2 separate regions of the Mus musculus genome follow, and region 2 is linked to region 1. The links are chromatin contacts, called in public promoter capture Hi-C maps. All regions are on one chromosome and are shown on one strand. The core of a region is the stretch at or near the end of the contact, and the rest is flanking DNA. Distances in the headings are between cores, read along the strand shown.

Evidence for each region. Promoter capture Hi-C pulls out the DNA fragments that hold promoters and counts their contacts.
Region 2: a contact with region 1 is called in a promoter capture Hi-C map of stem cell-derived epiblast-like cells, with 2.5 times the contacts expected there. The contact joins the promoter of Galnt2 here to the promoter of Acta1 in region 1. A contact is called at or near these places in 2 of 39 promoter capture datasets (liver and stem cell-derived epiblast-like cells).

What each region holds. Positions count from the first base shown.
Region 1 is chr8:123,890,923-123,896,909 of GRCm38.p6, forward strand. It overlaps Acta1 (actin, alpha 1, skeletal muscle), which reads right to left and starts at 3,853. Exons shown (of 7, transcript NM_009606.3): 1 at 3,770-3,853; 2 at 2,647-2,787; 3 at 2,224-2,548; 4 at 1,911-2,072; 5 at 1,622-1,813; 6 at 1,307-1,488; 7 at 836-1,230. The coding sequence starts at 2,775. The coding sequence ends at 1,087. It overlaps Gm29773 (a long non-coding RNA gene), which reads left to right and starts at 3,854. Exons shown (of 3, transcript XR_879336.3): 1 at 3,854-5,444; 2 at 5,575-5,674.
Region 2 is chr8:124,227,543-124,233,529 of GRCm38.p6, forward strand. It overlaps Galnt2 (polypeptide N-acetylgalactosaminyltransferase 2), which reads left to right and starts at 3,852. Exons shown (of 16, transcript NM_139272.2): 1 at 3,852-4,107. The coding sequence starts at 3,985.

The sequences.
Region 1 (5,987 bases), core at 2,603-5,102:
GCCCTTGGAAATAGTGACTGGGAATAGTAAGATACTTTTAACAGCAAGTTGAGACTGGTGATGTTAGTGGGATGCCAACCATAGAGAGGCTGGGGAGGAAGCATGGCTGAGAGTTCAAGGCCAGCCTCTACTACATATGAGATCATGTCTAAGAAATGGGATAAAAACAGGTGTAGTTCTCTCCTGGGGAATCTCAAACTGTCGTGGTTTGTATCTTTAAAACGTTGGTGGTGGCTGGGATGTAGCTCAGTGGTTGTGTGTTGTCCTAGCATGCTTAAGGCTCTGGGTTGGGTTTTTAAGATGGTAAGAGGTGACCAATTCTTGGGCTTGTGTCTTCTACGAGCCCGGCTGCCAGCCTTGGACTTTGTGAGGTGCTTCCATTCTGGATTGACCAGATTCTCCTTTGTCCTCCCACCCGGGCAGCTTCTCCACAGCCCTGCAAGAAGAGCGTTTCTCTGTGCCACCAGCATTTGATTGAAAGGAAGGGATGGTGATTGTTCTCATTACACACTTGTTAGGCTAAAGGATCCAATTTCCAGCCCTGGCAAGAGGCGCTTCGGGCAGCACCACGGCCAGCGCCCGCCTGTTCGCAGCGGGCAGTGGCCGTCTCTTAAAGGGGAAGATACTTTGCCAAGCAGCCAGGGACCAGGCAAGCCACTTAGATCCCCTATAAGGGAACTGGCTATGATTCAGAAGGGAAAACCACGGAGTTTGGGTGAGAAGACCTAACTTTCTAACTTCATTTCCTAAGGAGTTCACCCAGTCTGTGAACAGTGAGAGGTGGAGACGGGTCCTTCGCCTGCCCACTGCCTACTCCCAGTAAATAAAGACCACACACAGTTTATTGGAGCAAAACAGAATGGCTGGCTTTAATGCTTCAAGTTTTCCATTTCCTTTCCACAGGGCTTTGTTTGAAAAATAACAAAATGAGGTAAAACGAGTCAATCTATGTACACGTCAAAAACAGGCGCCGGCTGCAGTGGCGGCGATGGAGCCACGGCGGAGGACGGGGCCACCCTGCAACCACAGCACGATTGTCGATTGTCGTCCTGAGGAGAGAGAGCGCGAACGCAGACGCGAGTGCGCCTAGAAGCATTTGCGGTGCACAATGGAGGGGCCAGCCTCGTCGTACTCCTGCTTGGTGATCCACATCTGCTGGAAGGTGGACAGCGAGGCCAGGATGGAGCCACCGATCCACACTGAGTACTTGCGCTCAGGGGGGGCGATGATCTGCAAGACAAGAGTGTCACGTGCCTGCGTGTTCCCCCCGCCCCTGGTCTCCACCCACACCAGGCACGTCATCCACCTTGATCTTCATGGTGCTGGGAGCCAGAGCTGTGATCTCCTTCTGCATGCGGTCAGCGATACCAGGGTACATGGTGGTGCCCCCTGACATGACGTTGTTGGCATACAGGTCCTTCCTGATGTCGATGTCGCACTTCATGATGCTGTTGTAGGTGGTCTCATGGATCCCCGCAGACTCCATACCTGGTGTCCGGGGGAGAGGCAGTGTGAGCAACCGCAGAGTCGGGCTAAGGGACCGGCGGGTGGAGACCCCGTACTCTGTGGCGTGGGGCGAGGGAAAACTGATTCCCGCACACCAGCGGATCGGGCGGCTCACCGATAAAGGAAGGCTGGAAGAGCGTCTCCGGGCAACGGAAACGCTCATTGCCGATGGTGATGACCTGCCCGTCGGGCAGCTCATAGCTCTTCTCCAGGGAGGAGGAAGAGGCAGCGGTGGCCATCTCATTCTCGAAGTCCAGGGCCACATAGCACAGCTTCTCTTTGATGTCGCGCACAATCTCACGTTCAGCTGCAGGAGCAAAAGCAGTGGGGGGCCTCAGGGCAAGGCCTGGGGCGTGTGCTCACCCTCTGCCCGCCCTCCCTCAGCGGGCATTGGAAGCACGCACCTGTGGTCACGAAGGAATAGCCACGCTCAGTGAGGATTTTCATCAGGTAGTCAGTGAGGTCGCGACCGGCCAGGTCCAGACGCATGATGGCGTGTGGCAGGGCATAGCCCTCATAGATGGGCACGTTGTGGGTGACACCGTCCCCAGAATCCAACACGATGCCTGTGCAGGGGAGAGGCAGTATGTGAGTGGAGGGGACCAGCAGGCGGCGCAGGTCGGGATACTGCAGAGGATTAAAAAGCGGGGCTGGAATGTTGGAGCAATCCTACCAGGGCCAGCGTGGGCCATGTGTGGGCCATGTGTGAGCGCTTACCGGTGGTACGGCCGGAAGCATAGAGGGACAGCACCGCCTGGATAGCCACATACATGGCAGGCACGTTGAAGGTCTCAAACATGATTTGAGTCATCTTCTCCCGGTTAGCTTTGGGGTTCAGGGGGGCCTCGGTGAGCAGAGTCGGGTGCTCCTCAGGGGCCACACGCAGCTCATTGTAGAAGGTGTGGTGCCAGATCTTCTCCATGTCGTCCCAGTTGGTGATGATGCCATGTTCAATGGGGTACTTCAGGGTCAGGATACCTCGCTTGCTCTGGGCCTCATCACCCACGTAGGAGTCCTTCTGACCCATACCTACCATGACACCCTGCAGATAGAGACATCAGACACTTGTTACTACAGCCAGGGGTGAGGAGAACATTGGCTGGATTCAGAGAGCCTATCTTTCCCTGCCAGCAGCCTGACCTGGTGACGGGGTCGGCCCACGATGGATGGGAACACAGCCCTGGGGGCATCATCCCCGGCAAAGCCAGCTTTCACCAGGCCAGAGCCGTTGTCACACACAAGAGCGGTGGTCTCGTCTTCGTCGCACATGGTGTCTAGTTTCTGCAAAGACAAGGTGTTGAGTGCTGTGTATATGTGATGGGGGGGGGGGGTTAGGGTGAGGCTCCGCTTAACCCATCTTCACTTTGGAGATCCAAAAACTCCTTTCCCCCTTCCCCTTCCTTGCACGGGGGTCAGAGGATGCTCTTCCAGCTTAAGGCTGTGCTTTCGCTATGGGGGAGCTGTCTGTGGATCACACTAAGTCCTCCAACTAGGCATGCAGGGGATATCCTGAGACCCTCTACATTCATTGTAGGCCACCACACACACCACAGCTAGCACTAGTCCTATCCTCTCTGCTCACAATCTCATCTGTGAAGGAGGTATTAAGGCACGCTGCCCACCACCTGCCTGTCCTGTGAGAGGGTCGAGGATTCTGCCCGGGGAAGGGCGATATTGTCACAACTATGGAAAAGCTGTTGAACACTCACAGCATCCCAAACTCAGAAGAAACCCTTCCACCTGTCTCCCATTTCAGAGAAGAGTAGCCAGGGTTGCTGCCCTTTAGAAAAGCCTTGATCTCAAAGGGAGTCGCCCCAAGGCTAAGGCCAGGCTTGACTCTCTCCAAGCTCATCTTCAAATCAGTCTCCCAGGAGCTGGGGTGTAGCTCAGTGGGAGATCCAGCCAACCTCTTGCATCACAAGAGCCCAGATTTGATCCCAGCAGAGAAAGAGGGGAAAGGGGAATGAAAAGCCGGAAAGAAATCTCAACCAACCAGAGGCTGGCGTGTGGCTCAGTAGGAGAGCACCGGCTTGTTCACTTGCAGGACTTGGATTTAGTCCCCAGTAAGAGGGGAGGGAGGAGTCTGCGGGTGGTAATGGATAGATGTCAGACCCCCAGGCATATCCTAAATGCCCAGTCAGCAGCCCAAATGGGCTGGATGTGAGTTTGGAGAAATTTCCAGAACTCAGTGCTAAATACAAGCCCAAGGCTCAATAGCTTTCTTTGCTGGGTCTCCAGGTCACCCTCCCCACCTCCACCCTACCTGCTGCTCTGACTCTGGCCCTGGGTGCCGAGGGTAGGAAGTGAGGCTTCACGTCCGTGTGACCGCCTGTCCCCTTGCACAGGTTTTTATATAGTCCCGGGAGCTCTCCCCACACCGCCCCGAAGGAATGTTGCTGCCCTTCCCAAGCCATATTTGGGTGTCGGGCACTAGAGTCCCTTCCTTCGGCTGGTTCTCAGCCTGGGTCCCCGCCCGGGTCTCCTGCACTGACCAAAGAAGGAGAGGACTGGCCCTGGCCCAGGTAGCTAGGACCGGACCAGGCCGTATATGGAGAGTATCCCCAGCTGTCTGCCCCTCCCAACTGGCTCCAAGGCTCACGGAAGGGCTGTGCTGGGCCAAAGGTCACTGCTTTGCAGACTGCTGGTCTGTACTTCCCAAGATTTACCTGTTTGAAAGGTCTCCCCAGTTCTGCCCACCTGGACACACGATTGCTGACCTGCCACAATGCACCCCATTTATGGGTTCTTAACTCAGACTACTAAGCCTTGATGCTTAAGCTCAGGGGAGGTAGCCCTGTGGTCAGGTGAGCCGGGAGGAGTCATGGGCTCCAGGTAGGGATGGAAAATAAGCCCCACATTTGAACTCCATTTTCTTTCCCACTTTGAAGCTCCCCCAATCCAGAGATCTGACACACATCACCCCCATTCACCCCCACAAGGCTGTCAGTCAGTGTAGGATATGCAGCTGTCACTGGGCAGACAACTGGTGGAAGAGGGGGAGGAGGTAGTGAGAGGAGGCATGGGGACTATGTGGCCCTGGCACACAGAATGGGAGGCCAGGGCATTAGAGCTGTCCCTGCATTCTGCAGTGTACTCTTGAAAGGAATGGAAGGGTCAGTGTGTGTGTGTGTGTGTGTGTGTGTGTGTGTGTGTGTGTGTGTGTAAATCCCAAACTCGGGATTGACCGTCATCGAGTTGGCTAGGCTGAGCAAATGCTACCCCTTCTTTGGTGGCACTAAGCTTCCCTCCCCTGGGTCTGAAAGAAGGATCATACCTGGAACTGTTGGGACCTAGAGGGGGCTGAGGCAGAGAGAGGTGCTGATGAAGATATACCTTCTAAGGAGCACTAAGACCTTACACTGGTGCCCAGGAGCGGCCCCTCCCAGGCAGACTCATCTTTATATTTAGAGGATGATGCCCGTCAGCCCGGCTGCTTCCCATGCACCTTGGGGCCACCACCTGCCAGGCTTGTGTGGGTTCTATTTATACCGCTGATAGATGGGAATCTGCTTTTGGGTTTCTAGAAGGAGCAACTTATGGAAGCTGGGATGGGGGTGAGTAGAGGTCATCTCTTGGCGCCTGTCTCAATTTGGGCAGGGAGAGGGATAAGAAAGCCCAAAGGAAAAGTGTTCTGTGACCAAACAGGCGACATGCTTTGAGGGGTGTGCATCAGAGCCAAGCCACCATGGAGCCATTCACTTTTCTGATGGCTTAAGCGCTCCCAAAATAGCTGTTCCCATTTGGAGTGGAACTTAGCAGCTGGGACAGGTGCAGAGCCTCTGAGAGCAGAGGCTCCATGAAGCGATTTCAGGATCCCACACAGCTCTTCCTAAACCTGAGCTGCACTGCCTAACGGGCATCAGCTCTGTGGCTTTGCCTGTGCCCTGGGCCAGGACCTGGAACTGTTAAAAAGAAGCAAGCAGCAAATGCAGACTATGGTCAGCTTTGGGGGTGCTTACATTTGGGGCATGGATGTAGGGAGAATTGTCCAGGTGACTGGACCTCATCGGGCCGGGCTGTACATACCGCCCCAGACTCTCGAAAGCTCTTGCTTATCCCACTATGCAGATTTCTCAGCTTTGCGTGACAGCATAAAGTGGACCTTGAACGCAGTGGTTTGCGAACTACAGGAAACCTGCGGCCCCACACCTGGCGCAGCAGCAGGCAGGTGAGTAGGCAGGTAAACTCTAGGTTCAGCTGCACCCTTTCCTTTCCTGACAGTTTTTCTCTGGAATCCCGGCTAGGTTCTCGCCGGCTGTCTTCTTGCTGGGCCCTTAAATGCTTGTGTGCAGGGCACTTACGCCACCATGCGACACACCCACACCTCTTCTTAATCTCCCCCCCCCCCCCTTTGCCCCTTTACCCCTCACATCCTGTAAGTCCTTGCGGTATCTACCAGAAGCAAACAGGACAACTAACAGGCAGCACGGCAATCCCTCAGTCCTGTTGCAGCCTAGGCTTGTATTAGCATCAGTCTGTCT
Region 2 (5,987 bases), core at 2,602-5,101, 340 kb after region 1:
CTGAGCTAGGCTTGCTTATAGAGCTAGCTGTGCAACACTTGTGGGTCTCGAGTCTTCTCTGATCTTTCCTTCCCTTAGAGAGCACAGCCAAGAACTTCTCCTAGTGTTCCACCTGATCCCTCCTGCTGACTTGTGCAGAGGCTGAGGCCTGGCTGTCTCTGCTAGGTTGTGCCACGGTTACTGATTCCTGTTTGCTATCCTGACTCTACGAAACTAGACTGCTGGTGTATCCATGAAGTGTTTGCTAGTGGATCAAGCTGCTGCTGCTGACTTGTGAACTGAACTGCCGATTTCCAGACAACACAGACAGGAGTTACTCCAAAGAACCTTTGTAAACAGGTCCCACTTCTCCCATAGCCTTTCTTCCCCACTACCTCTGGTTGGTGGTGGGCTACAAGGGATGTTAAAGCATTTAAGAACCATCATTAAAAGTAGGATTTGAAAAAAATTACAGTGTGGGGCTTCCAAACTTTTACACTTAGTCCATACTTGTTTATTGGCCTGGAGGCCAATTGTGGGGTCCTTGGCTGGCATTCTTGCCTTGAACACTGTGTAAATGCATTTTCTTGCTGCCTTACTTTTTTGCATTTCTCTTAGGAAGTGTGATCCTGCCTGCTGCATCTTTATGTCTTCCTTGCCTTTGAATTATAACAGTGTGTGTGTGTGTGTGTGTGTGGTGTGATATGTGTATGTGTAAGTGTGTGTGTCATGGCATGCATGTGAAGATTAGAGGATTATTTCCTGTGTGGGCTCACACTTTCCACCCTGCTGGAGATTTGGTTTCTTTGTTGCTAGCTGGCCTGCAACCTTCTGGGAATTCTCCTATCTCCATCTCCCGCCTCATGAGAGGAACAGCTGTGAGTCCAGTCATGCACTGCCTTGTCAGACTTCCTGGGGATCTGAACTCAGCTCTTTACACTGGCATAGCAAACACGTTAGCTACTGAGGCACTGAGGCCTTCGGCTGGTTTAAGTAAGAGGTATCTAATACAAGCGCTAAGGTATGTCTTGGCTATTCCACACCATTTTCCCCAAGGTGCATGGGATTCACCTTTGATGTGTAGTGTTGAAATTTCCTTTACTCCTGGAGTACTTTGCAGATGAAAATTGTTGAAAGATGCCTACTAAACTGGAAAGTACTTTCAGAGGGTGATGATGTTGGGCTCAAATCCGGAGTCTTGCTCATGGTAGGTAAGAACTTAGCCCTGAGTTACATCCCAGCAGAGGTGAACGTTTTGGGGTGTGTGTGCGGAGGATGATAGTGTTATTTTGAGACAAGGTTTCTTTCTCTGTGTAGCCCTGGCTGTCCTGGAACTCTCTCAATAGACCAGGTTGGCCTTGAATCTAGAGATTACCTGCCTCTGCCTCCTGCTTGTTGACATTAAAGGTGTGTGCCACCACCAGCTCAGATCTTAACATCTTAATATCAAACTTTGTTTTACTTTTAAAGTTTCCTTCTCAGGGATTCCAATTCAATGGACTTGGCTCCTCTTCCCTGGCTCTCAACAACTTATATCTGAAGCTTTTAACTTATTTTTTCTCATCTCCAATCTCCTCCCTCCCTCCTTCCTGACCTTTTTCTTTTCTCCCCATCCTTCCCTTTTTGTATGTGATGTGTGTATAGTGTGCACATGTGTATATGCATGTTTGATTGTGCATGTATTCATACATGCACACAAAGGCCAGAGCTTACATGTTCCTGTTGGGTGGGGACATGGCATACATGCATACGTGTATGTGTGGAGGCCAGAGGTTGACCTGTGGTGTGGCCTTTGACAGCTCTTTACCTTATGTACTGAAACGAGTCTCTTACTTACACCAAAGCTTGCTGGTTCTCAGCTTGTTGAGCTAGTCAGCTTGCCCTGGAGACTACCTGCCTCTACCTCCCATGCACAGTATCACGGTAGGCTACCAAGCCTGCCCACATTTTAGGTGGGTTCCTGGGGTTCTAACTCCTGGTCCTCACATGCAAGTACTTCAACTGCTGAGCCATCGCTCCAGACTATAATTATTATTTCTTCTTCCCCCCTCCCTCCCCCTCCCCTTCCTCTTCTTCTTCCCCTTCTTCCCCTTCTTCCCCTTCTTCTTCTTCTTCTTCTTCTTCCTCTTCTTCTTCTTCTTCTTCTTCTTCTTCTTCTTCTTCTTCTTCTTCTTCTTCTTCTTCTTCCTCCTCCTCCTCCTCCTCCTCCTTGTTCTTCTGTCTCTATCTCTGTCTTTTTCTGTCTCTCTCTGTCTCTCTGTCTCTGTCTCTCTGTTTCTGTCTCTCTGTCTCTCATTTAGCAATCTTCCTGGCTCAACCTCCCGAATGCTGAGATTACAGGTGACACAACCACCATCAGTCAATGTGTGTGTGTGTGTGTGTGCTCGTGCCTGTGTGTGTGCATGTGTGTGTTGGGGAGCATAATCAGATGAAATGTTAGGATTCCTCTTCCACACTCAGCAATATGACTAACTTTCTGTTTTGCTTTTGTAGTAGCAGTTTTGCTGTCCTTTGACTTCTCAGATAGGAAGCATTTGGAGGCAGGGCTCCGGGTGGGGACTTTCTCTTCTGTCCTCTGCAGTTTTCAACAGATACTGATGCTGATGCTATGCTGGGGGAGGGGCCACTTGCTTGTCTCTTTCCTGCTCTTTGGGGTTTGTCCTGCTTCCTCTTCTTTCCCTTCACTCCCAGGCCTCTGAGGGGCAACAGTTGTTCCCACTTATCTGACTGTCCCCAAGACTCTTGGGTGTTTTCAAGCCTGTCATCTCTTCAGTATTTTACAAATCTCTTCCCTGGTCAGTACAGTGCTCGGATTCTAGTACTTGGAACGGAACTTCTTAGGGTATGAGAAACCTGTCTTCTGTGAAGGGTGTTTGCAGAATGGGGTGCCTGGTGGAATGGGGTGCCTGGTGGAATGGGATGTCTTCAGGAATGGGGTGTCTTCAGGAATGGGGTGTCTGGTGGAACTAAGAGGCTTTCCCTTCTCACTTCTGAGAAGTCTGAAGTTCAGGTGAGGCTCAGAATCCTGGTAGCCCAAGGCTTGCGGTGCTCTTTGTTCAGGATTGGGCAGACTGCCGCCCAGGGAGTTCCTTCCTCCTGCAGTGTGGGCAGATCTCAGAAATATTTGCAGGCTCTCAAGTACTGGAAATTCTTTTCCAGACACAGGGACTTAGAGTCACAAGGTCATGGACAAGGTTACAGTCACCAGAGCTGCTGTCAGGGAACTCGCTGCTGCCTGCTCTATTAAGTGGGTTACTATGCTCACCTCATTCCTTCAAGAAAGCAACCAATAAAAAACCGAAAAGATTTAAAAACATAAATTACCATCTATCTCCCCTCTTTTTCACGTTTATTTAAAACCACCACCATTCCATTTTGCTTTTAAGAGCAGGAAGGGTCATCCTTACAAGCAAGCGCCTTGAAATCTACCTTCCCTGTCTTAGTCTTGTTCAGACCACAGGGCAGTGCATTCCTGTTATCCCAGGACTCAGAAGTCTGATGCAAAAGGAGTGCTGCGAGATTGAGGCCAGCATGGGCTGGATGGTGAGTTCGAGGTCAGTCTGGATTATAGGATGAGACCTTATATTAAAAAAGAGAAAGCACAAATAAAAAATAAAAACCCAAGAACCCACTATTGCCCAAATAGTGAATGTGACGGATGGCGGGCCGGGGCGATCTCTGCAGACTGGCCCATTCCAAGTCTTTGGGGAACCGCGCGTCCGCGCCCGCTGCCTCCACCTGCCACTCCCGGGGGCGCGCAGTGGGCGGGGCGCCGCTGCCATGGAGACTCGGCTCCGCCCCCGCGCCCGCCCCTCAGCGTCGATTGGTCGCCCTTTGCTCCCTGACCCCGCCGCTGGGCCGCCGCTTCCTGCCGGGCGCCGAGCGCCGAGCGCCGAGCGCCGCCCGCCGAGCGCCGCGTCTTCCCGCGCCGCCGCCCCGAGCTCCGCCCGCCGCGCGCTCCGCCCGCCGCGCCGCCAGGCTGCCCGGCGGCCGCCCAGAGCGAGGATGCGGCGGCGCTCGCGGATGCTGCTGTGCTTCGCGCTGCTCTGGGTCCTGGGCATCGCCTACTACATGTACTCGGGGGGCGGCTCCGCGCTGGCCGCGGGCGGGGGCGGCGCCGGCAGGAAGGTGAGTGCCGCGAGGCCTGTGCGCCGACCCGGGCCTGCAGCGGGGAGGCGCCGTGCACCGAGAGTGCTCCCCGGCTCGGGGCAGCAGATGTGGGGACCCTGGCCGGGACGCGCGCCTCAAGTTTTCTCCGGGCCCTCAGGCCAGCGGCGCGAGCTCCGGCCCTGTCCGGCTCACCCGCGGCTCTGGGTGCAGCGACTTGCCTCCCGCATGCGGGGCGCGGGCACCCGGAGCCACGTACCGCCCTGCGCCAGGATCTTGGAGGCTGTTATCTCGCTGGCGACACTGCGCTCCACTCCCTGTGCCGGGATCATAGGGACAACCCTTCCGCCGGACTCCCTGCCCCCTGCTCCGTACTCCGCCCAGATCACCCCGGAGCCCCACTCCCTGCTCCGGGATCTTGGGGATCGTTGTCACCCGAAACCCGGTGCTCCCCGAGCCACATTCCGCCCAACTGGAACCCGCGACCCTCTCGTCTTGCGCCCAGATCTTGGGGACCTTGGTCGGGCTGGAACCCTGGTGCTCCAGTGATCAGAGGCGTGATCCCTCCCTATCCTCCCCATCCAGCACCCCGGCAGTGAGGTCGTACCGTGGTTCTGTCAGACCTCCCGTTCTACTTGCTACACTGCCCACCTCGGCCCTTGGCCGCTCACGGCGGCGGGAACTACCTAGCCTTTTGCGCTTGCATTTCCTAACCCCAAGTCCGCATTTCCTAACCCCAAGTCCCTCCTCGGTGTGTGTCTCTGGTGGGTTCGGTAGTGAGGCCGGGAGTCTTAGAGCTTACAGGTTCTGATTCGGCAGTCATCTCGGCTTGGGTACCGAGTGGACACCGAGCGAGCGTGGGATCCTTGCCTTGGTTGGTGCTGTCTAGGCTGTTGTATTCTCTCCTGAGGGGTTTGTGGTGTTTTACTAGCTAACGAGCTTCGAAATATAGTTATCTTTTCCAAAGATTTGTAGCCCTCCTTACTTGATTTTGAGTAACAGTACACGACCAGAAAAGAATGGAGGTAGATCGCGGCTTAGGGAGATAGGGGGTAGAATCTTGAGTAGGATGGACTGCCCATGAGCAGCCGCCGACTTTACCCCTACTCAGACACTGAATGTCAAAGGCACATGGCTGATTCCCTTTTTCTCTGGCATCTTCAAGTTATTCCTAGCTGCAGGTACGGAGGGAGGAAGGAAGGGAGGGAGGAAGGTGGAAGTGTCTTTTTGACTCTGGGAGGGGTTCATGATTCGTTTTTTATTTTCAGTAACGAACATGGAAACAGTGTTTCCCTGTGCCTGGCTTGTGTGGGGTGGACACTGACTCTCATTAGCCCTGCTTTCTGAATGGTTGTTGTGCTGGGAGCCCCTGCTTGCTAGGGTTTAAGTCTAGCAAGCGTGGCTGGTGGCAGCAGCCAGGTTTTTGAGAACCATGGTGACTCTGAGCAAGTGTGGTGTGTACGGACTTTGCTTCCCCAGGAGACTTCCCTCGCCTTGGGAATACCCTGGCTGCTGACAATGCTTTTTCCTAGTCACACAAAGATGAAGTCCTGGATCAGCACAGGTATGTATGTAGAAAGGCACCTGTGGCATCAGCCTCCCAGGGATGTCACCCTACCTCTGGGGGTGTCTGTTGGCAAGCAGTTGGCTTGTCTCCTCATTAAAGTTCTCTGGATGCCTAAGAGGTATTAGCTTTAGGTGTGAAGAAAGCCCAAGACCTCTTTGTGATCCGATGGAGACCCTATAGAAAGAGCAGATCAATGACCTGGGGTTCTGTTGTCAGTGAGCCATAAAATGTTGTCCTGGCTCAGGGTATCATGGTTTAGTGATCTGCAGGGCAAGGGAGTGCTGTGAAAACTGCAGATTTGGGGCTGGTGAGATGGCTCAGCAGGTAAGAGCAC